Regions from separate parts of the Mus musculus genome. Here all the other regions are linked to region 5. Evidence: chromatin contacts called from public HiChIP or PLAC-seq, Micro-C, capture Hi-C and promoter capture Hi-C data. All regions are on one chromosome and are shown on one strand. The core of a region is the stretch at or near the end of the contact, and the rest is flanking DNA. Distances in the headings are between cores, read along the strand shown. Region 1 has its middle 20 kb from the start of Atpaf2. Region 2 holds the start of Mprip (myosin phosphatase Rho interacting protein). Region 3 holds the start of Tom1l2 (target of myb1-like 2 (chicken)). Region 4 holds the start of Olfr225 (olfactory receptor 225). Region 5 holds the start of Rasd1 (RAS, dexamethasone-induced 1). Region 6 holds the start of Nlrp3 (NLR family, pyrin domain containing 3). Region 7 overlaps Tom1l2 (target of myb1-like 2 (chicken)).

The links. Promoter capture Hi-C pulls out the DNA fragments that hold promoters and counts their contacts. A called contact is a pair of places that touch in the nucleus more often than the background predicts. HiChIP or PLAC-seq counts read pairs in DNA pulled down with a chosen protein or histone mark. Capture Hi-C pulls out chosen DNA fragments and counts their contacts.
Region 1: a contact with region 5 is called in an H3K4me3 HiChIP or PLAC-seq map of forebrain, with 5 times the contacts expected there. The contact joins the enhancer-like site here to the promoter of Rasd1 in region 5. A contact is called at or near these places in 5 of 39 promoter capture datasets (the 3T3-L1 cell line, the C10 cell line, cranial neural crest and 1 more), 4 of 484 Hi-C or Micro-C datasets (the G1E-ER4 cell line, adipose-derived mesenchymal stem cells, nephron progenitors and 1 more), 3 of 115 datasets of contacts at active chromatin or transcription factors (embryonic forebrain, forebrain and neural tube) and 1 of 9 other capture datasets (embryonic stem cells).
Region 2: a contact with region 5 is called in a Micro-C map of embryonic stem cells, with 3 times the contacts expected there. The contact joins the promoter of Mprip here to the promoter of Rasd1 in region 5. A contact is called at or near these places in 1 of 484 Hi-C or Micro-C datasets (embryonic stem cells) and 2 of 115 datasets of contacts at active chromatin or transcription factors (embryonic stem cells and pancreatic cancer cells).
Region 3: a contact with region 5 is called in a FOXA1 HiChIP or PLAC-seq map of pancreatic cancer cells. The contact joins the promoter of Tom1l2 here to the promoter of Rasd1 in region 5. A contact is called at or near these places in 2 of 39 promoter capture datasets (cranial neural crest and liver), 3 of 115 datasets of contacts at active chromatin or transcription factors (embryonic stem cells and pancreatic cancer cells) and 1 of 9 other capture datasets (adipose tissue).
Region 4: a capture Hi-C map of macrophages shows a contact between it and region 5, with 2.5 times the contacts expected there. The contact joins the promoter of Olfr225 here to the promoter of Rasd1 in region 5.
Region 6: a promoter capture Hi-C map of the C10 cell line shows a contact between it and region 5. The contact joins the promoter of Nlrp3 here to the promoter of Rasd1 in region 5.
Region 7: a promoter capture Hi-C map of pre-B cells shows a contact between it and region 5, with 2.7 times the contacts expected there. The contact joins the enhancer-like site here to the promoter of Rasd1 in region 5. A contact is called at or near these places in 12 of 39 promoter capture datasets (the 3T3-L1 cell line, the C10 cell line, the HPC-7 cell line and 10 more), 1 of 15 datasets of contacts at CTCF or cohesin (pro-B cells), 9 of 484 Hi-C or Micro-C datasets (Sertoli cells, cerebellar granule neurons, cerebellum and 5 more), 3 of 115 datasets of contacts at active chromatin or transcription factors (astrocytes, forebrain and memory CD8 T cells) and 1 of 9 other capture datasets (embryonic stem cells).

What each region holds. Positions count from the first base shown.
Region 1 is chr11:60,394,838-60,398,565 of GRCm38.p6, reverse strand. No RefSeq gene overlaps it. Among named protein-coding and RNA genes, the nearest start is that of Atpaf2, 20 kb to the left of the region's middle. Within about 2 kb of position 1,850, at least 8 of the 459 cell types and tissues checked have an H3K27ac peak or open chromatin away from gene starts, as enhancers often do. A contact at or near this core is called in forebrain, where this site is marked.
Region 2 is chr11:59,660,425-59,664,016 of GRCm38.p6, reverse strand. It overlaps Mprip (myosin phosphatase Rho interacting protein), which reads right to left and starts at 1,510. Exons shown (of 24, transcript NM_001368931.1): 1 at 1,069-1,510. The coding sequence starts at 1,191.
Region 3 is chr11:60,350,834-60,354,487 of GRCm38.p6, reverse strand. It overlaps Tom1l2 (target of myb1-like 2 (chicken)), which reads left to right and starts at 1,583. Exons shown (of 15, transcript NM_153080.3): 1 at 1,583-1,731. The coding sequence starts at 1,680. Drc3 (dynein regulatory complex subunit 3) reads right to left here and starts at 1,108. Exons shown (of 14, transcript NM_029044.2): 1 at 1,056-1,108; 2 at 288-386.
Region 4 is chr11:59,611,205-59,615,158 of GRCm38.p6, reverse strand. It overlaps Olfr225 (olfactory receptor 225), which reads right to left and starts at 2,193. Exons shown (of 1, transcript NM_001011740.2): 1 at 934-2,193. The coding sequence starts at 2,193. The coding sequence ends at 934.
Region 5 is chr11:59,962,584-59,966,725 of GRCm38.p6, reverse strand. It overlaps Rasd1 (RAS, dexamethasone-induced 1), which reads left to right and starts at 1,782. Exons shown (of 2, transcript NM_009026.5): 1 at 1,782-2,206; 2 at 2,360-3,545. The coding sequence starts at 1,921. The coding sequence ends at 2,916. Med9 (mediator complex subunit 9) reads right to left here. Exons shown (of 2, transcript NM_138675.3): 2 at 3,420-4,142.
Region 6 is chr11:59,540,837-59,544,894 of GRCm38.p6, reverse strand. It overlaps Nlrp3 (NLR family, pyrin domain containing 3), which reads right to left and starts at 2,209. Exons shown (of 10, transcript NM_145827.4): 1 at 2,028-2,209; 2 at 1,506-1,826. The coding sequence starts at 1,782.
Region 7 is chr11:60,303,526-60,307,394 of GRCm38.p6, reverse strand. The region is part of intron 1 of Tom1l2 (target of myb1-like 2 (chicken)); the gene reads left to right. Among named protein-coding and RNA genes, the nearest start is that of Gm38501, 47 kb to the right of the region's middle. Within about 2 kb of position 1,579, at least 95 of the 459 cell types and tissues checked have an H3K27ac peak or open chromatin away from gene starts, as enhancers often do. A contact at or near this core is called in the HPC-7 cell line, astrocytes, hematopoietic stem and progenitor cells and 3 more, where this site is marked.

The sequences.
Region 1 (3,728 bases), core at 601-3,100, 430 kb before region 5:
GAAATGGAATTAGAAATGGTTGCGAGCTGCCATATTAGTGTTGAGAATCGAACCATGGTCCTTTAAAGTAGCAAGTGCTTTTAACTACTGAGCCCTCTTGTCAGTTCTTCAAAAAGAAAAACTGGTTTGCTTTGGTTTGTGGTTTTTGTTTTGTTTTTCAAGACAGTGTTTCTCTGTGTAGCTCTGGCTGCCTTGGAACTCACTCTGTTGACCAGGCTGGCCTCTAACTCAGGGATCTGAATGCTGAGATCCTGGTGAGGGAATTTTTCTTTTTCTTAATTAAATCATTTGAAATGGTAAAATCCAGCTAATTCAGCTTTTTGAGGTAGGAAGGTCCACCTTTAACCTGGGCCACTCCTCCTGCGAGTAGCCTATATAAAGGATGGGACAGAAGGAGTCTTGTTCTCTGCCTGGTTGCTCTCATAGCAAGTTCATTCCTTCACTGGCATTACAGCCTACTTCTTCAGGATTCCAGCATATACTGAAGACCAGTTGGATCATCCAGCCTTGTGGACTGAACAACTACTGGATTCTTGGACCTTCTGATGGTAGAGAGCCATTGTGAGATAAGCTGGACTACAGCCTGTAAACCACTCTAATACCTGCTCATCCCCCTACTCAAGCATTCCTCTAGAGAGCCCTGACTGATACAGCAAGACTCCCGTAGAGGTGGAACTTTAAGTCAAAACTGCCAAGTCTGAGCTCATGAGGCTCTAGAAGACATTAAAGCTTGAGCAACAGCTCTCAGAAGACAGCTGGGCAGCACAGGCAAAGATTGAGCCTGTCTCCCCTATCCTATCCCCAAAGTAAGCTGCGTACATTTCTTTCTTACAAGAACATATATTGGGTATGGAGATGTTTGCCCTGCCCTTGAGTAGCCAGGTATGGCTAAGGAGAGGTAGACGCCACCAGGGTGCTGGCTAAAAGTGTGATAGACCTGGGAAGCCAGATGGAGAGGCTGGTATAACAGATGAGCATGGCCCTGCTCCCCTTGGTCCTTTGAGTTCACTGTTTTGGAGAGAGGTGTGTTGGGCCCAGGATGAGGAGACATGAAGGCTTATGGATGGCAGAGAGCTAAATACCACAGTGCCTCCCACAGCACCACTGTGGGACCCTTTCATGCTGTTTTGGACCAGCTAAGTTTTTAGTATCCTTAGCTGCTGACTCCCTCGTCCAGTTGGCACTGGTTCGGAACAGATGGTGGTGGGCCTTCAGAGAACCTGCCCACTCTATAAAAAGGATCTACCACATAATGTTAATTTCTGAGATGTTTACAGATTTAGAAATGTATCTGAAGGACATGCAAATGTACTTAAGAGGCACACACATGGGAAATCAGCCCATGCAGGGGTCAGGGGACATCTGTGAACAGTGTGGAGAATTTTGTACTTAGGTAAGGCACAAGTGCCACCAAGTGTAGTGGCTGAGAACTTCCTACAACAGCCTGTGTCTATATAGAAAAAAACAAAACAGGAGCAACACCAGACATGATGCTGCACGCCCTTTAATCCCAGCACTTGGGAGGCAGAGGCAACATCTCTGAGTTTGAAGCCAGCCTGGTCTACAGAGTTAGTTCCAGGTCAGCCAGGGCTAATACATAGTGAGACCCTGTCTCAAACAAACAAAACCCCCAAATACAAGAGTGTCAACTCAGAAGGCACCTTTGTGAGTAAGAGAAGGCACAGCCAGAAGACATAAGGTTGTTGAATAAGAATTCCAGGGCCGGGGTGGGCTACCTCCCCGAGTTGTTTGTGGGGGAGGTTTCTTAGGCACACACACAGTATACACAGTTCCCACTGCTGTTGGCGGCATGCCAGAACTGGAAGCTCCTTCCCGACTGGCTCATGCTGGCTGGAGCACTGAGCAGGCTGCAAGGGGAGAATTCTCATCAAGGGTCCTGCTCAGCTGTGGGCCTCATGTCTTAGGCTGTCAGCATGACATCCATGCAAGATCCCCACAGGTGCAATAGTGGCAGGATACACGGGTACAAAAAACTACGTTCCATTTGGATTGAAGACCCACTCCACAGTGGGGACTGTCTTAGTCAGGGTTTCTATTCCTGCACAAACATCATGACCAAGACGCAAGTTGGGGAGGAAAGGGTTTATTCGGCTTACACTTCCACATTGCTGTTCATCACCAAGGAAGTCAGGACTGGAACTCAAGCAGGTCAGAAAGCAGGAGCTGATGCAGAGGCCATGGAGGGATGTTCTTTACTGGCTTGCTTCACCTGGCTTGCTCACCCTGCTCTCTTATAGAACCAAGACTACCAGCCCAGAGATGATCCCACCCACAAGGGGCCTTTCCCCCTTGATCACTAATTGAGAAAATGCCTTACAGTTGGATCTCATGGAGGCATTTCCTCAACTGAAGCTCCTTTCTCTGTGAACTCCAGCTGTGTCAAGTTGACACAAAACTAGCCAGTACAGGGACCCATGCCAGGACAAAATCTGTGTTAAAGGAGGGCATAGGTTTTAGTGGAGAAGCTATTGTTTTCTTGTTAAATGTATATTATTTGACTAACAAAATATGTACACTCCCTCTGGGTCTTTCATTCTTGCTCTTTCTCTCTACCCTACCTGTGTCTCCAGTCCTTTTTTATTTTTATTTATTTATTTAGACGGTATTTCTAACCCAGGCTTGTCTTAAATTCACTATATGACTGAAGATTAATGATATGACCTTGAACTTCTGATCTTCCTGGGATTACAGGTATGTGCCTGCCTTAGGGTTTTACCGTTGTGAGCAGACACCATGACCAAGACCAGTCTTATAAAGACAACATTTAGCTGGGGCTGGCTTACAGGTTCAGAGGTTCAGTCCACTGTCATCAAGGAAGGAGCATGGCAGCGTTCAGGCAAGCATTATGCAGGAAGAGTCAAGAGTTCTACACCTTATTCCGAAGACAAACAGAAGAAGACTGGCTTCCAGGCAGCTAGGAAGAAGGTCTGAAAGCCCATGCCCACAGTTACACACCTACTCCAAGGCCATACCACCAAGTGGTACCACTCCTTGAGCCAAACATATTCAGATCACTACAGTGCCCCAGTCTGGTTTTCAAATTGGTTTCTAATATTTGTGCTTATGCCCAGAGGTTTTTGCTGTGATTGGCGTTAGTCAGCAATGCTTCTTTTTGTATTAAAGTGGTGGCTACTGTAGAGACACACCTGCCTAAACTACTGAGAACAAGTAAATATTGAGGCGTAGCAGCCAGTGCTCAGTCCTAAATGGATGAAAATAACTATGCATCTCTAGCAGTCAGCCTCACCAAAGTGCAGGGAGCACTGTAGAAGAGGCAGACGACAGAGCAGAGAATGTGGAACTCTTGTCCTCTAGGCATGGCATAGCCATTGCCATCTGGGAATCAGCAGCTATGATCATCTGCAAGAGTCCCTCACACGTCTGGCCCAACAACAATTCCCTCATGGGAAGAGACAAGAGCCATTAAGGCTGCTGTCCTCCCCAGGGGTGTACATAAGTAGTTACCAGTTGCTAGAGGGAAGGCAAGATTCTGCCAGCAGATTGCTCACATTCTGTAAGTAGTCCTAATTAAGCCCATTGGCCATCATGCTAGACTTGGATGGAAGTATTTCTCTGGTCTGTTGTCCTACCCGAGGAAGGTAGAAATAGACTCCCCAGGAGAAGTCACCCAGTATCCCTAAAAGCCTGTGTGTCAAAGGCCAATGCCCCTGGGTCTTGCTATTGGGTGGCAGAGCCTCATGGAAGAT
Region 2 (3,592 bases), core at 261-2,760, 300 kb after region 5:
GTTTTCAGTCTAAACAGCTCTTTCCAAAAGGAGTGGCTACAACTAGGTGGCACTGGCTGGACCGTGTGGGGAACTCCACTGAAGTCAGCAAGCAGGGGGCAAAGGAAGTGGGCGAGGGGAAAGGGGAGCAGGATATATAGTGCTTTCCCAAAGTGCTGCAAACAAGGCCAGGAATCCTCAACACCAGAAACGGGAGAGCAACCAGTTCCCAAGGGCCAGTTGCCCAAATTGGAGACCTTGTACCAACACAAATTCCCAATCTCCTACACTGCTCCGGGGTTGGAGGTCTTTGGCAATCTAGGACAATGTTTTCCATGACTGTGACTTGGAGGTCTGGAACTCTGTTTTCCATGACTGTGACTTTGACACGGGTTAGGAAGAGCGTCTAACCTGGTCCAAAATCCTGACTAACAAATTAAGGGCAGACAGAGGGGGAAACCAACTTTCCCCAGAATGTACAGGTCTTCTTGGTCTCCTGGGCCAGAAAGCAAAACCAAGAAGGGAAGCCCCTACCCCTCGACAAAAGCTATTCCTACCTTCAGTTCAAGAGCAAGACCCACCCATCTGAAGAGAAACACCTCATCTCTCTTCAGACCCTGACGGTGACAGTGACTTAGAAGGAGAGCAGGCTCTATTCCACAAGATGGAAACTGGTGACCCACGCAAACATGCCAATTCCTGGGACAGTTTGGTGGCCAAGTCTGCGTCCAGTCCCAAGACAAGTCGCGAGGGGGGCGAGGGGGGGGGTAGTACTGACAAGTGGCAAGCAAGCCCCACTTTGTTCCTATCCAGGGAAACCAGACATTTTTTTGAGTCACCCAACAAGCATGAATCACACGGCAGAGCTATGGGAACGGGAAAGGATGTTATTTTTCGGCATTCTTGAGGATTTTCCCTTTGTCCCAGCTCTATCGATACTCTTCCCGCCCCCATTCCAACCCCATCCCCCAACTCTCACGCATTTTTTTTCCCTGCTCCATTTTTATTCTCTCTTGGCCTTCGCAGGCTCTGCGCTCCCCGGCACGACTCGCAGGCAGGACTCTCAGCTCCGCACCCGCGGCAGCTCACCTGCGTCAGGTCCTCGTCGTTGAGCAGATGCGACTCGCGGGGCTTGAAGCAGTTCTGACACTTGCTCTTGTTGAAGATGTTGGCCTGAAATTTCCTGCACGGGTTTTCCTTGGCCGCCGACATGTCGGCTAGGCGGCCGCGGAGCGGGCCGCCACGGCCCAGCGCTCTCCCGGGGGTCGGGGACTCAGCGCGGCCGCCGCCGCATTTTGCGCTGGCCGCCGCAGGCCCGGAAAGGCCTCCCCTCTCGCGCCGCGCCCCGCCTGCTCGCCGCGGCCTCAGAGCGCGCGCGCCGCCTCGCGCCCCGCCCCGCCGCCCGGCCGCTGTGGGCCCATGGACGGACGCGGCCTCCGGCCGCTGGCTCCACCGCGGCCGCCCCCAAGGCGCCGGCCGGCAAGTCCAGCCGTCGCGCTCACCCGGCGCCCGCCGCCACCGCGAACGAACCGAGCTGGGCGCCGCGCGCACTCGGGGAGGGGCGGGGTGGGGCGGGGCACCGCAACCGGCAGCCCCGCGAGCCAATGGCACCCGCACGCTCCTGCTAACAAAGAAACCCGTCGACCAATGGATGACGGGGGCGGGACCGGGAGCAGCGGGCGCAAGGTAACTTGTCCAGGCTGGGAAGGTGGAGGCGCTGGGATGGAACTTTCAGGTTTGGTGGACTGGCGCCGCCGCCCGCGGCCTGACAGCTGCGGCGTTGGGCTGGGCTGCTCCCGGAAGGACGCCGGAGATCTCCGCGGTCTCCCTGCGGGCCCCTGTCTTTCTCGTAGTCTCTTCGCTGCGGCCTTCTGCCTCGTCTAGCCTGCGCCCCTACTGTGTGCTAGGTCTGTGGTCGACCCAGATGCCACCATAAAGACTAGAAATTGTTTCAAGTGCTTCCCGTGTTTTAGATCATTAAAGTTCCATAACCTTCCCGTGACCATTCCGGTTTTACGTAAGGAAACTGAGGCGCGCGGAGCAGTTAAGTAATAAGACGTAGTGTTTCCGAGGTGACTAGAAGATGTCAGCAGCCGTGAGGAGTTGTCAATTCTATTATGGGAGCCCAATTCTGCTAGAGTTACGTACGCACTCTTACCTCCGTTTTGTGCTTGAGGAGACAAAAGCTCAGACACTGCGAATAGCTTGTGCAAGGTCACTCTGCAAGAAGGGCCTGAACTATATACTACAGGCCACTCTTGTCCAGACTCCCAGGCAAAAGGCCACTTGGAAAGGAAACGACAGAGGAGTCCAGAATGGGCGGAGGGGAGGGGGATGGAGGGGGACAACCCCTGCTCCTTAGGAGGCAAATTGTTCCCAGCAGCAGTGAAATGGATCTAAGCAGAGAGCATGCAGAACTGTTCCCAAGGTATGCAGGTGTAAGTGTGGGGAGGAGGAACAAGAAAGGAGTATGTGGTCCCAGAACTCTGAAAGTAGATCTAGGAGGGTGGAGAGTTTAAGGCCAGTCTGGACCGTAATGAGACCTTTATAAGGAGGCTAAGGAGGAGAGGAAAGGGAAAGAGTGAGGGAGGCAAGACAGAAAGGAGGAATCACTTTGACCTGAGATTCCAGGCTCAGCTGGCTGGCAGTTCCAGAAGTCAGCCTGTGTTTTTTAACAGGCTGAACTAACTCATTCTTCACAATGGAGGTGATATTGGAGCAGGTGGTGGCACTGAGAGCAGCTGCGCTCAGGTCACAAGGAGGCTTTAGGAGAGAAATGCCTTCAGAGTTGCGTACTTTTCCACTGGTCATCTGGTGACTACCCCGGGGAGGTGCATTTCCATTTTGAGAAAGAAATGCTCTCCTGCACAAGGAATCAGGAATGAAGGAGCCCAGATCAAAGTGTGCCTGCAGCCTGAGGGGAAAGCCCAGCTCTGATCCAGCTGTGGGCAGGTCTTTTGCCCTCACTGGCACCTCACTGACCACATGGACAAAACTGACATGAATGTAAGGTGTTGCAAGCATTAGGTGATAATCATCTTTGCAAAATACTTCACATAATGTGGCCAATTGTTAATTGGTGAATTTTGGGAAAGGGTGTTTACTGGACTATCCTTGCGACCTTGTTGATTTAAATTTTTTTCCAGAATAAAGACGGGGAAGGGGTAAAGGGAGACTGACGGTTCTTGTCTGCACCGAATACTCGGAAAGTGATACCAGTGGTGGCCTCTGGGGAGAAGAACTGGGTTATTGGGAGGTGACCTACTTTTAAATTTTCAATATAAAACCTTTTTGTTCCTTTCGGGTTTTGTTTTATGAGCATGTACAAGCTGTTTAAAAGAAAGACTTAGAGCCAGCAAGATTGCAAGGCGCGTAAAGGCCTTTGGTACCACACCTGATGAGTTGAGATGAGTCCCCTGAAGCCACATGGTGGAAGGACAGCACAAACTCCTGAAAGTTGTCCTCAGACCTCCAGATGAGTAGTACAGTGTGTGCTACAGTGTGTGCGTATGTGCGCGCGCGCACGCGCACACACACACACGAAATACATTTAAAATCTAATTACAAGTTTTCAAAAAATATATATTTTAAAGTTCTACCCGTTTCTTGGGGC
Region 3 (3,654 bases), core at 334-2,833, 390 kb before region 5:
TATCTACTTACAAACATTGACAGGTTAGTGGGTGTATGGAACTATGAAAGCACACAGTAGGGATCTCTGTAAGAGAAATTTCTCGATTGACTAATATGAAGATTTACCAAGAGGCACGACCTCATGTCTAACACAGAATCCACTTTCTTAATCACAACTCTATTGTACCCAGCACACTAGGGACAGACATTGTCACATGTTCTCTGCCTACAGAACAAGGCCCAAAGAATCCTCCCCTATGGGGAGGATGTCAATAATTTATCCAAATGGGGGTCCCATTGACTTGCCTGATGATAGTGTCCTTGGTGAAGACCAGAGGTAGGATGTGGAGAAGCAGCAGAAAGCTTTACAAACAAATCAACCAGGTAGCCTCGTCACTGGTTTACCTGGGAAACAACAGCCTGGGTTAGCTGGACCTGAAACACTATGTAGACCCTATGAGTCCCACAGTAATGAGAATAAAAGCAACTGATGAGAATAAGTCCTTGTCGTACTCTCAGTGCACTCCACTTATTTAACTCCATGCCAGTTCTGGGAGCTATTTAAAAGGGACATCTTAGTGTCCCTACTTCCCAGATAGGGAAATTGAGGCTTGAGGTATGTGTGTATGTGGGGGGCCGGGGGGGGGGTCTGTGACCAAAGTCATAGAGTGAATTACTGACAGAGACTGAGATGGAACCTTGATATCTTTATTCTCATCGCAAACACTTCATACGGCACCAAATGAAATACCTTATTGCAGATCAAGAGGATGGATATAACAGCCAAACTCTAGAATGAGTTATCAGTGTATCGGGTACCTCTCTTTCAGTGAAACGAATCAGGCCAGGAAACTGGCTGATGGACCCTTTTCCTACTTGCTTTTGCTAGTTTAAGATTTTATACGCTCTTTTCTTTTTCAAAAGCCCGATTAAGTCTCAGTACAAGTGTAAAAATGACATGTGTGCTCATTTTACAGATGAGACGGGTCAGGTCGGAGTCCTCCAAGAAGAGTTACAAGACAGACCTCAATCATGCAACCTCTAATCTTCTGGAGCTAAACTCTTGATTCTTACCTTCCTAAGGACTGTCTCCCCTTGCAGTAGACGCTTCGTTTGGTTGCTGGGGAACCAAACACCGCCACTTGGTTGCTAAGGGGAAGTCAAGCGATAAATATCCTGGGTGAAAGTTGATTCGTCACGTGGCCATATTTCTAACACCAACCAGACTTGAAGAAAACAAACGTTTCTCCAATCAGCACAGTCAACGAGCTTCAACTTCTAGTTACGCTTTCTTTCTGCCCGCCTATGTAAACGATTGACACACCTTTTATCCAATAATAGTAAAGATTCTCTAGACTGACCAACGTGCTAATGAATCAAGAAGAACGGCCACTCGTTTGGAGGCGGGTCCGGGGGTTGTGCCGCTAGGCTGACGGAGACCCTAGTGACTTAGCTTGCTTCGTGCCCAATCGGACGCCGCGGGGTGGGTGGGACTTCACTGAGAGTGGAGTGTCGTCCAATCGGAAGTGGGCTGGTTAGACGCTGCCCAATAGAGATGCACCCAGAGGGCGAGGTCAGGCCGGGCGCTCAGCGTTCCGGAGGGTGGGGCGGGGGCAAGTGTCAGTCAGGGCAGAACGCGGCGCGGGCAGCGGAGACCCGTGGCACACAGGAGTCCGGGCTGGAACGAGGCCCGCCGAGATGGAGTTCCTGCTGGGGAATCCGTTCAGCACCCCTGTAGGGCAGTGTCTTGGTAAGGCCGCGCGTGGGGCAGGCGTCGAGTGAGCCACAGCGGCTGACCGGGCTGGTGAGATCCGCGGGCCTCCTCCCGGCACTGAAATCACCTCACGTGCGGGTTGGGCCTCTGCCAATAAGTGGTGTCATCTCAAAGGTGGACTGGGCATCCTTGTCACGAGGCCTCTGCCTGACGCTGGTGCCACCTCACCCTACAAGGAGGCTCCCCCGAGGTGCCGATTGGACTTAGAGAGGTCCCCGGCATCCCTGCCCATCAGGGCCCAGCCTTTCAAGTCTCTCCCCAGAAGTAGTGTCCATGCTAGTCTGCTTACCCTTGCGTATTGGGAGATGTCACTGCGAGTACTCTTCCCCAGGTATCTCGCTGCCTTTGCTCCCAGGGCCTCTGTCTCCCGGAGCCTTTGTGGAATGGAACTCTTTCTTCCGTCCTTGTCCCTGCTCATTGGTACCAATGGCTCTGAGGCTGGGCACTTTCCCAGAAAATGCCCCATGCTGCACGACTTCTAATTTGAGCTGCAACTCAGTCAGGCTGTAGGAGGGACTGGGATGGGGGAGGCCCTCGGGGAAAGTGACTGGCTTGGCAGGGGGATGGCGTGGCGGCAGAATCTCCTAGGCCTCCTAGGAAAGAAGGGAGGCAGGGCTGCTTTGTTGATAAGCAGTCCATTGGATCCCGGAAACTTGGACTCCAGTAGTGACTTTGCCAGGGACGCTCCTCCTGACCTTGTGCGCTTTATATTTTGACGTTCTCTTGTCTGCCACACGGGGTATTTGGAGATAAGATGTGGTGGGACTCTTCAAGTTCTAAAGTTCTGAATCTTCCTTGTTGATATTAAGCGTCTCCTTACATTGCCTCTTGCTCTCCCACTACATAAAGTGGTAGTAGAGTAATCAGAGCAGCTGTCAGTAGTGTAAGGAGTTAGAGGCGGGCCGCATGCTGCATAAGGAATGGCACTGGCCGCTGTGAAGTTTCCTTACAGAAGAAAACACTGGCAGACCAGGGAATAGTCCAGTGGTAGAGCATTAACTTAGCACACACAAAATCCTGGATTTGATCTAGGATCCAGCACTGCAAGTAATGAATAATAAAGCAATTTGGCCTTTCATCCAAGGTGGGAGCTTATGCCAACAGATCAGTCAAAAGTGCTGACTAGCTTTAAAAACAAACAAACTTGGGGCTGGAGAACTGGCTCACCGGTTAAAGACATTGGCTGTTAATCCAGATTCAGGCCCTGGCACTGCATAGTGGCTCACAACTGGCTGTAACTTCACATCCAGGGGATTGATTGCCCTCTTCTGGTGTCTTTTATATACATACCTAAACATACCATGTAAATGGTGCACAGACAGGCAAACAAAACGCCCACATATGTAACATTTTTGAAAATTAAAGTTGGGTCTGCCGGCTGGTTGAAATCATCTTTTATGAACTGGGCTCTGTACTATCCTTATGGGTCTTATAGTTCAAGCAGTAGAGACTTGCTTGTTTCTACTTTGTATATGAATTTATAGCCTACTTTTCTGTTGTTAAGCTTACAAACTTACGGAGGCTTTTTCTGTTGTTGATTGACATTTGGGAGCATTCTGTTCCTTTTGGGTTTTTTGTTTGTTTGGTTTTGGTTTTTGGCTTTTGGCTTTTTGTTTTTGTTTTTTGAGACAGGGTTTCTCGGTGTAGCCCTGGCTGTCCTGGAACTCACTTTGTAGACCAGGCTGGCCTCAAACTCAGAAATTCGCTTGCCTCTGCCTCTCACGTGCTGGGATTAAAGGTGTGTGCCACCACACCCTGCCATTCTGTTCTTTTTTGATAAAGTGTCTTTTATAAGTGATCATGGATTCTGGGACCTGAAAGTCTTTTCCCACTTCTATGACGCTTCTTTCTCTGATGTTCACTCAAGTATCTCTTTTTCTCTGTATGTATATGTGTGTG
Region 4 (3,954 bases), core at 944-3,443, 350 kb after region 5:
CAGAAGGGAAAATGTGAAGCGAGCTGACGTGTTTTTCAGTGTTAAGACAGTCCTACTTCATAACTGTCAGAGGGTGAAGGATGAGTTGAATGTTTTATTTCCTCATGGTTAGCATCGCCATCATCACTGCCATTGATAGCCTCATCTTGGTTCATTCTCACTAGTCCTCCTCCATAAGCAGTGATGGCCTTGCTCCCTAGACACTCCCTGCCATCCTTAAAGTTTCGGTGCCCAGTCTTTCTCTGATGCAGAAGGCCTGATTGATCCATCGGGAGCGATCCATCGGGAGCTGGTTCTACGAGAACTCTAGAGCACTGGCGGCAAGCTTTGTCACCCACTCATTACTGAGACGTAGAGAGTGCCGAGGTCAAGTGCTTGCCTGGGGTAGGCAAGGCCCTGGCTTCCATGCCAGCCCCGCAAAAGTCTAAAAGAAATAAGAGAGAAGGAAAAGAAAACAACAAAAACGAAGCTGAACATGGTAATCCAAATATTTGCAATCCCAGCACTTGGGAGACAAGGAGGGGCGCTGGGCTACAGAGATCGTGCCTCAAGAACAAGAGAAAAAAAAAACAAAAACCCAAAAACCAAAACACATTTGTCAAATCAAAACACACAGCTGACTCATGTTTCCATAGACCAATCTGTTCTGTTTTGTGCTACTTTTGAAATGCTTGCTACATTCACTAAACTCACTTTGTGACCTATACATGGGCCATGACCTGAAGTTTAAAATAAGCAATGCTTTTAGTTAAACAGTTAAGTCCGTTTGTGCGGGGACAGGGAGGAGGGTTGGCTGGTGACCATCAGAGGACATGGGAATGTTTGCTCCACAGGGTGGAGCAATAGAGCTGGAAAACTGAGACAGCTTTCTATGGGAGAGAGCAAGTGTTCCCATTACTTCTCTGACACACAGGCACATGCGCACACATTCTGTCAGACGGTGCCTCCTTCCTCTTGTGTCTGAACAGCATCACAGGTTAGCTGTAAATAAATCATTTCCTCCACTCTGTGCAAAAAAGGAAGCCACAGGTCTTTTTCTGTCAGTTTGCTGGGGTTTTTTTTTGTAAGAAGTCCTATCTCCTTGAATAAAATGGAGGCCCTTCCCTGCAGACAGTAATATACATCACTGATCTGGGACCTATGGGATACAAGACACCACATCGTTGCCACCTTTGGCTTATTGTCACTATGATTCACTATGGGTCCGAAACACATGGACAAGTGAGGTGAGTTCCAGGTCCTGTCAGTGCCCTGCGGGTCGAGCAGGTTTCTATCTTTTCCCAGAACCTTCAACATGGCCGCCTTCATGTCTTTGTTTCTCAGAGAGTAGATGAAAGGGTTTAGCGTGGGGGTCACCAGGCAGTAGAACAGAGTTAGAAACTTGCCCTGGTCCTGGCTTGCCAAATTGCCAGGCTGCATGTACATGTAGATGATGCTACTGTAGAAAAGAGACACCACCGCCATGTGTGACGAGCAGGTGTTGAAGGCCTTGCGCCGACTAGCTGTAGACTTGATCCTCAGGACGGCGGCAGCAATGTAGCCGTAGGAGACCAGGATCATAATGAGAGGCACAAGAACAATAGGGATGGCCAGGATGAAAATTAGGCCTTCTATCCAGCTTGTGTCCACACAGGAGATGTGGATGATAGCCGGCATCTCGCACACAAAGTGGTTGATACGGCGATGACCACACCGCCCCAGAGACATGGTCAGTGGGGACATCAGTGTCGAGCTGGCTGTGCCACCGAGCCAGGCAAAGGCTGCCAGCTTCAGGCACAGCTGTGGGTGCATGATGGTCAGGTAATGCAGTGGCTTGCAGACAGCTACAAAGCGGTCGTAGGCCATAACTGACAGGAGAATGCACTCGATGCCCCCCACGGACAGGAAGGCAAAGAGCTGAACAGCACATCCTACGAAGCTGATGGTCTTCCGTGGGCCCCAGAGGTTAATCTGGAACTGGGGGATGCTACTGGTGCTGTAACAGAGGTCAAGAAGGGACAGGTTGCTGAGGAAGAAGTACATGGGTGTGTGTAGCCGGAGGTCCATGAGGGAGAGGAAGATGATGGCTGAGTTGCCTGTGACAGCTAGAAAATAAAAGACCGTACAGACAACAAAGAGGACCATCTCCAGCCGGGGCTGGTCAGAGAAGCCCAGGAGAATAAACTCCCCAGAGCTCTCATTGTTCTTCTCCATCAGCTGTGACCTGTTCAGAAAGCATGACACACAAGCATTAGGAAAAAGCCAAGATGATCTGGACACAAACGGTCCCCCAGCAGGGACGTATTTCACCACATCATCAATATTTTAACTGTAGCGACTTGTTTAATGCTTGCCTGTCAGGTGAGGTACCAGGAGAAGATATTTGTCTACCATGGAAGGAAGCTCAAACTATCCCCCAAAGAGCACTCTAATCCATTTAATTAAGGTAAACGGATAAATGTTCAAATCTTTTTTTTTTAGTTTAAAAATGGAGCACCTATTGATATTTTTAGAAATAAAGTAACATTTTAAAAAGTCACTTTCCCAGAGTCTTCTAACATTGCAGTGATTTTCAAAAACTTGATACAATCACCTTTTCATTTTTGTGAAATTGTTTCAAGAAGTTTGCTTGGATCTCCCATTTCCTCACCCCATGTCCATGTTTCAGTCATCAAAGATCAGTTGCATAAAAACCTAGGCTATTGTTCTTATGATCTTGTGCCACGAGTTACAGGTGGAAAGGGAATGAGGCACACGTTGGCATTCAAGTTACTCACAGTGACTAACTATGCTTCCAGGAAACTAAGAGCCCATGGTCCTAAATGTTCTGACTTCTGAAAAGCTAAAGATTTGGTCTCACCTTGTGACCTAGTGATTCAAGTGACATTGCCTAAGAGACCCAAAGTAGCTTTCATTGTGTGGAGTTTTTCTGAAAATTATGGCACACAGGAAGGAAAAAAAAAAAAGAGCAAAATGTCTCACAAATATGAGACATGTTGATTTTCAAGCTTCCTGAAGCCCCAGCGTTCTAAGATGCTGGTCTGCAAGGAGGAATTCACCTGTCAGGAGGATGCTTAGGAATACCCAAGCCCTGTTTGCTGCAAAGACCTCTCCTCAGAATGACCTGCATCTCTGAGAGATGCATGAAGAGACCGAGTCCAGGATTGAGATGTTGCAGCCAGGTGAGGCCCTCAGATGAAAGGGGAGTCAGGGCATTTTTCCCAAGAGAAGAAAAATGATTGCTAAAGGCTGAAATCTTCCCGCACATGGTTCTCTGTGCTTGGCCTTTCTCTTAAGAAAAGTCGCAGCCATGTTCTTGGGCAACAGAAGCTGGCAGCTGTCCTCCCTCATACCCCGCATGCCACAAGTCAACAGCCTGTTACTTGTCTCATGGCTACACTTTAAACCACGCTTTGCTTCCAGTTTAAAAAAGGGAATCCAGTAATACAATGAATGAAAAATAGAAGAAGTAGAAAATAAATATCACATGCTCCAAGATACAAAAAGACAATGGCAAAGGGTGAGTTCCCTTGACCACATTCTTTAATTGAAGGCTAGAGGTTATTTTCTTGTCCAAAGAAATACCTTGATTCATGGTTATCTGGTGAAATCCCAACCGCAAAATCATTGAAAACAGATCTTCCTAACAATTCACAAGTTGTCTGATACAGACTCTCGGAATGCTTGAAGTATAAACAAACTAATGGGCTTAATTCATTGCCAGTAGCAAACCCAAATATTCTAATAATGTTTGTAGCAGTATATACTATAAGCTGAGAGGTGTACAATCATAAGTGTTCAGGAAAAGCTGGGGACATTTTTATGGCCCATTCCACACTGCTGCACAAAATACGGGAGAAGGGATGATCTGTAACAAACAGAAATGTGTTTGATTTACACTTATCTCCAGTTTGGGAAGCTCGGGGTCATGGGGATACATTTGGTGAGTGCCTTTTCGTTTTACCATTCCATAGT
Region 5 (4,142 bases), core at 533-3,032:
AGCCATTACTTGCCCCCTTAAGAGGCCTCTTCCTGCAGTGACACTCTATGCTTATTACTGAATGCAGCAGTCCTGTGTTTGGCTGAGGCACAGGTCCTTCTCCCAGATGAGGGCAGACACCCCAGGTGAAGGGAGGGGAGCAGGGGCAAGGGCAGGAACCAGGAGGTGAAGGACTCACCCCAACTGGCCTGTCCTAGATCTAGCTGATGAGTCCCGGGTTCCTCAATTGATATGGATGTAGAAGCAGCCTGGGAGGAAGGGGAGTGAATATGGATATCCTGCTAGATTGAAACGGGCCAGACAACCGCAGCAGCCTGTGTAGTGGGCTCTGTTGTGGGGGCACAGGCAGAGGGGAGGAAGGGAAGACTGGGAGCCAGGTGGCCAGCAGCGTGCTTCCCTGTGCTTCAGTTCCCCCATCTGTTAAATGCAGAGTGTTGCTTCTCTGTCTCCAGGGAGAGCATTATCATTTAGCACAGGGACCACCAAATCAATACACCTACGTTGCATGGGCTCCAGGCAGGATGCCCACTGCTGATCTAGAGACTGGGTTTCTGTTGAAATCCTGGATCATAGTGCAAGCATCTGGATGGGTGGGAATGACTTTAGCCCTGCCTGTGGGACACCAAGACTGCCTGGATGGGCAAGGGGCATTTGTCAGCCACTCGGTCTCTGGGCCTCTCCTAAATAAGACGAGGTCAGAGCAGAATAAACACAGCTCACCTGTGTCGTCAGTTACAAGCAGCAGACGCGTCCCGTTTCTCCTCAAGCATCACTCAGTCCTGGTTACTGATCAACCTGCCACCGGCTTCCTCCCCTAGGCAGCCTCCCTGATACTATACTTTTATTGTTCTGACCAGGCCCTGGTCTCGGAACGTGTTTGTACTTAATCTTTACAATCAAGGAACCAGTGTCATCTTTCAGAAAGGGAAACTGAACTACAGTGAAGGTTGTGCTTCCAGGCCTCCTCTGAGATCATCGGCCCCAGTCAGCCACCTCAGTGCAAAATGACGATGAATTGGCCCACGAGAGGGGAAAGTCCCGAAAGCCATAGGAGGCTGTAGGTACTCTGGCCTGTTTTGATTTTTTTTTTTTAAAGGGGCTTGTCTCGAAGTATGAAGTCAGGTACAGACTCTCCTCTACTGAGGTCCCCATCGATCAGATTCTCTCTAGTTGGGAAAGTAGAGCACAGGAAGTCCATGACAGCGCTCCCCGTCAGGGTCCCCAGCCAGCCTCCTGCCCCTCTCCAGAGTGGCCACAACCTTAGGCATCCCAGCGGGTCCGTGGGGCTCCCTGCTTCCCTCTGGTGGCTGAAGCGCAAAGCGCGGACGATAACATAGAAAACCCACAAACACCGGACACTAAGCCCAGGAGAGCACCAAGAGTCCGGGGACCTAAGGGGTTGGCCCTGGGGCAAATGTCCAGCAAATCTGTTGCTATCATCAGATAATATTTTTTGGGGAAACTAAGGCCCAAGAAAAGTGGGTGTCTGTGCACTAGTGTTAAGAGAATGGAGATCCCAGAGGTAAGTGAATCAAAGGCACAGCCAGGACCTCTGCGGCCAAAAGTGGGAAGCGCCGGATCCCACTGGCCGTAGTTTGGATTTAGTTTTCCTTTCAGCGCACGTAGGTCTGAAGAGGAGCCTCAGGCTCCAAGGCGGAGGTCGCTGCGTCTAGGAGGAGCTGGGCGCGTCCGGGGGCGGGACGTGACGCACCTTAGCTGGGAGGTGCCTGGCCGGGCTTCGGCCAACTGAATATAAGGGCGGTGTGGGGCGCGGAAAGCCTGAGCCTGCTGTCTGTACCCAAGAGCCCAGACCAGCTCGCGCAGTCCCGAAGCCAAGCTCTTCCGTCACTCCGGAGTTCTCTGCAGCCCTCTCTCTACCTTCTCTCGGCCACGCATCCGCCCCTGGGGCCCCTCTACCCAATGAAACTGGCCGCGATGATCAAGAAGATGTGCCCAAGCGACTCTGAACTGAGTATCCCGGCCAAGAACTGCTACAGGATGGTCATCCTCGGCTCATCCAAAGTGGGCAAGACGGCCATTGTGTCGCGCTTCCTCACGGGCCGTTTCGAGGATGCTTACACCCCTACCATCGAGGACTTCCACCGAAAGTTTTACTCGATCCGCGGCGAAGTCTACCAGTTGGACATACTGGACACATCCGGCAATCATCCGTTTCCCGCCATGCGGCGCCTCTCTATCCTCACAGGTGAGTGGGGAGTCGACGGGGATAGGGGGACCGGAGTCTTGAGGGGAGTGGATGGGGCTGGTGTGTTGTGCTTGGGGCTTGCCCCTTCACCTGGGGTGTCTGCAGCTCTGTGCCTGGCAGCTGTCCTCACCTTTCCCACTCGTTCCCTTATAGGAGACGTTTTCATTCTGGTGTTCAGCTTAGACAACCGCGACTCATTCGAAGAGGTGCAAAGGCTCAAACAGCAGATCCTAGACACCAAGTCCTGTCTCAAGAACAAAACCAAAGAGAATGTGGACGTGCCGCTGGTCATTTGCGGTAACAAAGGGGACCGGGACTTCTACCGGGAAGTAGAGCAGCGGGAGATTGAGCAGCTGGTGGGTGACGACCCTCAGCGTTGTGCCTACTTCGAGATCTCAGCCAAGAAGAACAGCAGCTTGGACCAGATGTTCCGTGCGCTCTTTGCCATGGCCAAGCTGCCTAGCGAGATGAGCCCCGACTTGCACCGCAAGGTATCTGTGCAGTACTGCGACGTACTGCACAAGAAGGCTCTGAGGAACAAGAAGCTTCTGCGTGCGGGCAGCGGAGGCGGGGGCGACCACGGCGATGCCTTTGGCATCTTGGCGCCCTTTGCTCGCAGACCCAGCGTGCACAGCGACCTCATGTACATTCGTGAAAAAACCAGTGTCGGCAGCCAGGCTAAGGACAAGGAGCGCTGTGTCATCAGTTAGGAGCCCCCAGGGTCAGCCACACAACCTGAGGACCTTTTTTGTTCAAAAGTCAAATCGGATTCCTGGACTAGCGGTCCGTGCCACAGGAGCGCCAATTGGCCTTCTCCTTCCCTCCCTGAGACCCAGCCCGGGGAGACCAAGCCAGTAAGGGACAGTCACCTGCTGTGAAAGGAAAGAGAACTAGCTAAGACAGGAGCTGTCACCTCCGATTCTGGGATGCCAGGACCCAGCAGAGGGGCGCTTGGCATTTTTCTCAAGAGGTTTGAGAAAAAGCGTGTGAAGTTCATCAGCCTGTGAGACTTAAAGTAACTGTCCTGCTCGCTTCAGGGCAGGACTAATAATAGGGCATTATCTTGTCTGTGATTGGTGTTGCCATGGCCGCTGTCAGCCACCTCTGTCCTCAGCAAACTGGAAACTTTGGCTGGAGGTGGGGGGGGGGGGTGTTCAATCATAGCCAAGTGACTTGTTTACATGTGTGTGTGCAATTACCCAAAAGAAAAACAAAACACAAAACTTGCACTTTAATAGTTCCAGTGTCAATGTGACATGAACAAAATCTCTACATTTCTATTGTGTGAGGTCTTTATTATTATTTTTTATTTAAAATAAAATAATTTAGAAACGGAAAATGGTGCTTTGCTTTTAGGTTTCCTGCCTCAGTGCTCAGTGCCAGTGGCCAAGAACTGGAGAGGGACCTGGCTTTCGGAAAATGGCCTCCCACTTCCAAGTGGGACCTGCTCTAGACCTCCTGGCTCTGTTTACCCTCTGCCTCACTTGGCCTATACCAGGGGGCCTTGTTTTGGAGAATATTCATACTCTCCTCCACAGGCCACCTGCTAATCATGGCAGGTGACAGGAAGCTGTCACACTCCGACTCTGATTACCACAAATAAGGAGGCTGAGCTGGAGAGGTGTGTCTGGGAAGATGCCTGCACTCTGTGTTTATCCCTTGCCCCAGGGTTGCCCCAGGACCTGGCCAGGGAAAGTAGCTCGCTTCTAGTGCAGCTCCCAGAAGCACTCAAGCAGGGGAGGCCCAGCTCCTCTGCACTTTCCCATCCCCCTGTTGGCTAAGGGCTCATAGTTTGTGACCAAGATCTCCTTGCCACTCCTACTGTCAACTCAGGGTTCAAGTGTCACCTTGAAGCCTCCAATTCTGCAGCTGAGAAATAGGGTCAGGAGTCAATATGGTCTCTAAGGAGTCAACACTGCTGCAGCTGCGGAGCCAA
Region 6 (4,058 bases), core at 960-3,459, 420 kb after region 5:
CTGGGGATAAAGACATGTGCTGGGGCTGGTGAGATGGCTCAGTGGTTAAGAGCACTGACTGCTCTTCCGAAGGTCCTGAGTTCAAATCCTAGCAACCACATGGTGGCTCACAACCATCCGTAACGAGATATGACTCCCTCTTCTGGTGTGCTACTACATACATCCAATTCAAAATAAATCTTATAAAAAACAGACAAACAAACCCAACTACCTGGTACAGAGCCGGAGAGAGCTGGTTCAGGGAGTAAAGGCACGAACCAGATGACCTGAAGTTTGATCCCCAAGGCCTACATGGTAAAAAGAATCAACCCCTGCATATTGTCCTCTAACCTCCACATAGGTGCCGTAGCACACACATACAGGCACACAACATAAATAGCTAAAAACGTTTAATGCTTTAATTTGAAAAACAAAATCTAAAATTGCTCAGTCAGGACTTGTATTGCTGAGACTTCACTCCTGTTGTACACATTCTCAGGTCAGGAACAATTACGGCTGCATTGTGATGTGCAATTGGATTGCCACCTAGCTCCGTCTCCTTCTCCCGGATTGCCATTGCCTTGCCACACCCCTCATCATCATCTCCAACTGGCCCAGTGGAACCCAGATCCCTGTGCATAACAGGGAGGTGCTCTACTGCTGAGTCACACCACCCCAGCATCCTTATCTCCGGTGACTACTTCCTTCCGCAGCTCCCACTCAGCATCTTCTGCCTGGGACTTCCCTGGTTTATTCCAAATCCCTTCTGCTGCTTCCCTGGTTTAGAGCAGACGAGCATCTGCTATGAGCTGGTTGGGGAACCAGAGGAGGACCTCAGCACTGAGCCAACTCACGAGGTTGGAACCAGCCACAACAGTCACCTGCGAGTGAGTGAAGACTGAGACCGGAGTTTTTACAGAATTAAGAAAACCACACTGCTCCCCTCCCTCTGACCCTCACCCTCCCGTACCCCTGCAGGAGAGAAGGAAAACCCATGGTCAGAGAAAAGAGGATTCTGTGTTTGGAGCCAGCCTGGGATACTTGAGACTCGAACTCAAAACCAGAGAACTGAAGATGTTGAATAGACATAGTTATCCATAGCAAATGGATATGCACAGATGAGACAAGCACAATGTAATAGACACACATGAATATTCAACATTAACCTTTTTTAAGAAGGAAATTCTGATGTACCTGAACACATTATGCTAAGTGAAGTAAGCCAGCCAAAAGAAACAAGCCCTCCATGAATCTACCTGCACGAGGAATCCATAGAGGTAAAGTTCACAGGGACAGAAAACAGCGGTGGTTGCTAGGAGATGGGGTTAGGTAATGGGGACTTATCATCTAGTGTGTTGGGAGCTTCAGTTGTGCAAGATGAGAAGTTGGTTGCACAACCATATGTTTTCTTGTTGCTAAGCCATATATGTAAAATTACTAAAATTCCACCTTTTATGTCACGTGTACCTTACTGTAAGAAACAAACAAACAAACAAACAAAACCAAAAACCCTTCTGTTTACTCACTCCACTCTGGCTGGTCCTTCTTAGCTTTTTCCCAGAGGTCTCGCCTGTTGATCGCAGCAAAGATCCACACAGCCATGGCCCAGGCCTTCTCCTCGCCATTGAAGTCAATCATGAGTGTGGCTAGATCCAAGTGATCTGCCTTCTCCATCTGGCCCCTGGGGACTGGGATACAGCCTTTCTCGGGCGGGTAATCTTCCAAATGCATTTTGAATTTCTTGAGGTCCACATCTTCAAGGTCCTCTAGATACTGAGCCAGCTTGCAACGGACACTCGTCATCTTCAGCAGCAGCCCTTTCGAGGGTCTCGGGGCTTAGGTCCACACTGGCAGTGCAGGAATGAAAACCCCATGGGAGTAAAGAAGAATGGTATTAAAAGTCTCCACTTCCAGAAAACGAAGTTATCAGAAACACAGGAAACTAGATGCTAATATTGAAACCTCTAAGGGTACCCCATAGATTGGTACAGGTTTTTAATGAATCACCATCTCTGACTTAGTAAGAACTGAGTAAGCCAAATGTTTACCAGAAAGTTCTCTTAGCTTGATCCAGACGTATGTCCTGAGCCATGGAAGAAAAGTTCCTCTGTAGAGATAAAAATAAGAAAGCCATTAACACAATCAGATGTGGTATACAGAGAACACGCATATACAAAGTCACCAGGACTCGTGTCTGACCAGAACCCATGGTGACGAGGCTAGGACCTGGGCACAGCCTTCACTGTTTCTCAACCTCAGCTTCCTCCTTCAGACACTGAGAAAGCAGAAGAGATTGCTTCCCGATTTCTTTTAATGGAAAGCCCTGGTTTCTTGCTTTTATTTTCAAAGGAAGGAGGAAGCCAGGAGAAAATAAGCTATAATAACCCCAGAGCACCAAGGTGAGGACTCACAGCCCAGACGGGCTGACAGCTAACCCTTCAGTGTTCCTCTATTTCCCACTGACAGACAGAACCCGATCAGGTGGAATTGTGTGCATATAAAGAGGAAGACTACATGCGTACATCGCTTTAACGGCTCTTTAACATCTCACATCTATAACGAGCATCGTGATTCACATTTAGTCAGAACTCTGGGCCTAGATGCTGCCCTGATTCTTTTTACTCTTCTCATCTAGTTTCTCCACTGAGGTGTGTAGGTTCCTTCTGCTGAGTGGTAGAGACACTAAGTGGCTTTCTCAGACTGAAGCCATAGATGGTAGAGGAAAGTGCCTGAAAGGTGGTGATGGCCTCCGAATTGATATTCATGTGACAGCAAGATGACATTGAAGGTGCCCCAAGCTCGATGTACCTGTCTCGTGTCCACTCTTGCATCTCCTCTCCCTGTCTCCTGCCGCACCTCACATCTTTCTGTCATCTCTAGTGTTCTTGCTGACTGCTGCCCCAGCTCCACAGATCCTCCTAGACTTTTGACCCCTCAGTTCCTAGTCTTTCCCAGGAGTTCTCAGCCCTCTGCCCCCTGCTGCTAAGACCTGCCACAACAGATTTGCTCTTTACATTAGCTGCCCCCTGGGCTTCCAGCACATTCCCCCCCTCACAGGCAGTCCACCCTCTGCCACCCTGAGTAGATGCTGTTTAAGTCCTAGGGAGCTATAATTGCTTCTTCTGTGAGCGCTCACGCGCACACACACCTCCCTAACATGCATGAACCACGTAACAGCAAACAGAACATCCCAGAAATACCTTAATGTTAGATGAGTCTAAAAGAAATTCCTTGTCTATTGACTAAGATAAATCATGCCATTAAAAATACCCTGGACCTTTTATCCACTCTGCTCCATGACATTGTACTCACCCAGATAGCAGCCTTGGGTACAAATAAAGGGGAAATGAGATAAATATATAGGGGTCACTGTGACACTGGAGACAGGAAGGATGTGGCTTCAAGACGTGAACAAGCTTGCATCACTGTCAAAGACGGATTGGCAGTTACTCATCTGGATGGATTTTCCAAACCCAAGCAATAGAGTTCTGAGTGTAAGCCTAAGCTGCAGACCAGAATTCCCGGGGGTTCCCTGCAGAAGCCTTTAGAAACAATGGGAAAAAGTGAAACCTCAGGGCTCAGCACAGGCAGCGAGCAGCTCAGTGAGGCCTAGGATCCCAGAGAGGGGGACATAAGCAGTGGCAAGCAGAACCAGTGTGTGGAGAGCTGAGGACAGAATCAGGCTTTGAAACCCTAGATTCTAATTTCTTTCTCCTGGCATGGAGGTGGTCAGCACGCAGCTCCAAGTGTTCTCCATCTCCTGTTAGTTTTAAAAGCATAAGTCTTACTCCATGACTTTTGGTCTCACCTGTCAGGCTGAGGTGGCTGTGTCCCAGGAAAAAGCCAAAGTGCTTGGCTTTCTTTACACCCCGAAGGACAAGGGAACTGATGGCCGCTCAGACCTGCTTCTCTGCCACCCTTGGTCACTGTAGAACCACTGTCTGACCATGGCAGAGACTCCAACCAACTCTGAGCAAGAGGTACTCTCTCAGTGTCCTGAATGAGGCAGCTCCTCATGCTACTCTACAGGTGAAAGGGCAGAGACTCTGCTGATTCAGGGACAGAAGCAACAGGAATGC
Region 7 (3,869 bases), core at 330-2,829, 340 kb before region 5:
CTCCTTGTTAAATCACCGTTGTTTCAGATGTCAAAACATTGCCATCATAGTCAGCAGCCTTGCCGTGCTGTCCTACATACATAATCACACACTTGCTTTGGCTGCAGCCCTTTTTTGCTGTATAATTGTACACAAAGGCCAGATGTGAGCTATGGCGTAGAGGTGGATGAACTGACCCACCAAAGGCCTTCTAAAAACTATCCTGTTATTCTTGATGACTAGATAGCATTAGTAATTAAAAAAATTCTCTGTGTGTAAATAAAATAAAATGGGTGCTGGAGTGATGGCTCCCAGAGGTCCTGGGTCTGATTCCCAGAATCAACAGAGCAGCTCACAGCTCTATGTAACTCAGTTCCAGTGGATTCGATACCCTCTTCTGGCCTCCTTGGGTACTGCATGCGCATGCTACACAGACATCTGAGTAGGGAAAAATCCATACACATAAAATAATAAAATAAAATTTAAAATTACGGATATATCTTAAAATGAAAGTTTTATCTCTTTTGAGATGAAGTTTTATTACCTTTCCTAGTTCGTCTCTGGTTCTTTGCTCAAATAATCTTCCTACCTGGGATCCCTATAGCTAAGCTTACAGATGCCTGTGTATCGATCAAAGAAATCGTCTTTTTGTTAGAAATTGCCCCTCCTCATACACCCAAACCAAAACAGATGACTGGAGAGATGGCTCAGGGTTGAGAGTGTTCATTGTTCTTCCAGGGGACCTAGGTTCTGTCCCTAGCACTCACATGGCAGCTCACAACCGTCTGTGACCCAGGGGACCCAGTACTCCTTTTCTGGCCTCCATGGGCACCAGGCATGCACATGGTACACATACATACAGTAGTTATATATACATACACATAAAAATAAAATAAAATAATCTTTTTTTTTCTTAAGTAAAAGAAAGAGCCAGGCGTAAGTTGCCTGTTTTAGCCTAAGGTTTTAGAGGTTGTGGGGTTGCCTTCCCGGGGGGGTGGGAGGAGGGCGTTTCGTCTGCACAGGTTTCGTCTGCACAGGTATACCTTTCACATGTTAAACTCTGTGAACTATTTTTTATTTCCACGCACAGCTGCCTGCTCTGGCTTCACCACTTCCCTGTCCCTGACTCAGTCGTCATCCGCACAGTGACCCTTGTGTTCTAGGTAGGGGGTCAGTCACCTTGTGGGTGATGCTGTTGTCCCCATCAGCCTCATGTTTTTGGGCCCAGGGCACATCCCTGGGTTTTGATTTCTAAAACGAGCTGATAATTTCCCACATCCCATTATTGTCTCCCATCTGCAGCCAGCCCTCCGTGAGGTGTGGCTGTAACAACAGGTTAAGTTTTCTAGAGAAGGGAAAGAAGATCAGAGTAAATATTCATGAGTTACTTCGAATTGCAGCTGCACTGAGCTGAACTCTCAAGGCATGTAGAAACCTCTGTGTAAGTTTGCCAGTAATTCCCAAAAAGCTGCTTAAGGGGGCACCAGAATCTCCTGAAGAGTTTCTTTAAAATGTGCACGAAGCCAGGATTGATGGAGAGGGCGCACCATAGAGAATGTAGCCTTTCTCTGTAATGAAAGTGAAACTGCTCAGCAGGTACCCAGTTACTGTTCCTCATTTATTCCATACCGCCCTAGTTTTCTTTCTACTGCAGAGACCACAGAGGAAGGCTACTTACTGGCTTGCTTCCTCTGGCTTGCTCAGCTGTTCTTTTTATATGTAGCACTGCCCTAGTGGGCTGGGCCCTCTCATATTAATTAGCAATCAAGAAAATGTCCCAGAGACGTGTACCACAGAATGCCCACAGGTCAGTTGTGATGGGGGCAACCTCAGTTAAGACTCCTTCAACCCAGGTGGCTCTAGTGTGTGTCAGGCCCTAACCAGTGCACTGATAGAACCTTGGTTCTGTTTGGAGTGGCTTTGCCCAGCTAAGATACTACCTTCTCTGGCTCCCTTGTAGCTAGGAGTGGCCACCTATAAACTCTGGCCTGTAAGCTGAAGACTCCTAGGGGAGCACTCCTTCATAAGTGGACACTCCCCAGCCTTTGTACCCTCTCCCTTCCTGTTTCATGGGCTTTCAGGTAGCAGCCACTGTCTTGTAACCTCAAGTAGATGATGACAGTCACATAGTTCTCAAGTCACTGTACCTTCATGCTACCTGCTTCAAGATTTCTTCTTGTTCCACGAGAAAAATAAACCCCCATCTGCTTAAGCAAATGTTGGTTTTTAATTGCTTGCAGCTGAATGCAATCATAACTGATAAGGTAATGTTTTAATATTTTACAAGGGAGAAATATATTTACATATTGTGTAATTAAAAATGAAAAATAATTTAAATCCCCACAGATTTCTGTGCCCCACATCAGATGCACTGAAATAGAATCTTTGGGCTCAGGATGCACATATCTACATTTTAAACAAACTCTGCAGGCGATTCTGGTATACAAGGAAATGGCAGAATCATTTTCATCCTTGTTAATATTGTGAGTCCCATTTTACAGATGAGATACTGAATCAAGGGAATAAAGCTCCATGCCTATATCCAGGTCAATGCACACATACGTGTGTATGCTTGGAGTAAAGGGCTTAGGGTGAAACCCAGGGTCCTGGGATGCCAGGCATGCATGCTGCTACTGAGGTGCACCCCTTGTGCCCAGTATCCCAGTAACCCCTAAGTGAGGTTTGACTCTGGACCTATCTTGTTCCAAAATATATACCTCCTCACTTCCTTACCCAAGGAAACCTAGCTGCTCAGCATAGTCAAACCGTTTCTGAAGGGATCCTCTAAAGTGGAAGGTCCTGTCTCCGTATAATAGGCTGCTAGCACTGTCCAGGGACCGCATCACTGCCCTGGCTGACCTGGGAATGAGTGCTGCCTGTTCTCATGAGTTCTTGGTTTTCCTTTCTACTTTTGAAACAAAAATGTATTGAAATTTCATTTTCTCCATAGGTTTTCTTGGGTTAGAAATGACTTAGAAATGATTATAAGTCTTATCCAGGTAAGGTAAGTAGGGTAATTGTAGTCTTTAAAAGTGTAGAAAGCATAGAGCCCGTAATTAGTACGCACAGTGTTCATATTAGACCTGACCGGCCATTGAGGAGTGATAGATTTTTAATTAATTAATTAAATCTTGTTTCTCTGTGTAGTCCTGGCTGTCCTGGAACTCACTCTGTAGACCTGGCTGGCCTTGAACTTTCTCCTGCTTCTGCCTTCCCAGTGTTGGGGTTAAAGATGTGTGCCACAACACCTGGCTTACAGTCATTCATATATCATGGATTAATAAATGAACAGTAAAGTACATATTAGGTTCAGGTAGATATGTATGCATTTGAGGTCAGCCTAGTCTATATAGTGAGTTCCAAGTCAGCCAAGGCTTCATAGTGACACTGTCTCGAAAACAAAACAAAATAACTATAATTCCAGGCTCATGGTCATCTTTGCTTTATTTTCATTGGAAGTAAATGATTATTAAAAAAACAGAACAAACAAACAAACAAAAAACCTTAAGTTTCCCCCCCCCTTTTTTTTTTTGACTTGTACCATCACAGAGAGAGGCAGGGAGGGTGGCCCAGGGCAGTGAGGCAGCAACACTTGCCACAGAAAGTTTTCCTGGCACGTTGAGGAGCTCCTTGCAAGAGAATACTGAGAGGGCTATTATCTCAGACAAGTGATGGAATTAGTTGGTGCAGGCCCGCATGAGCCCTTGAGTATTGTTGGCAGGGTCTGGTGGGTATTGCTGGCAGGAGGAGGTGCTCCTGTCTTTTTCTTCCCCTGCCAAGTGTGTAGTTGTGTTGCTATAGATGCCTGGATTCCCCTTTTCATCACTCTTGCAAGTCTTTGATTTGCTGGTTCCCTAGCACCACCTCAACCAATTTGGGGTGGGAGTTGT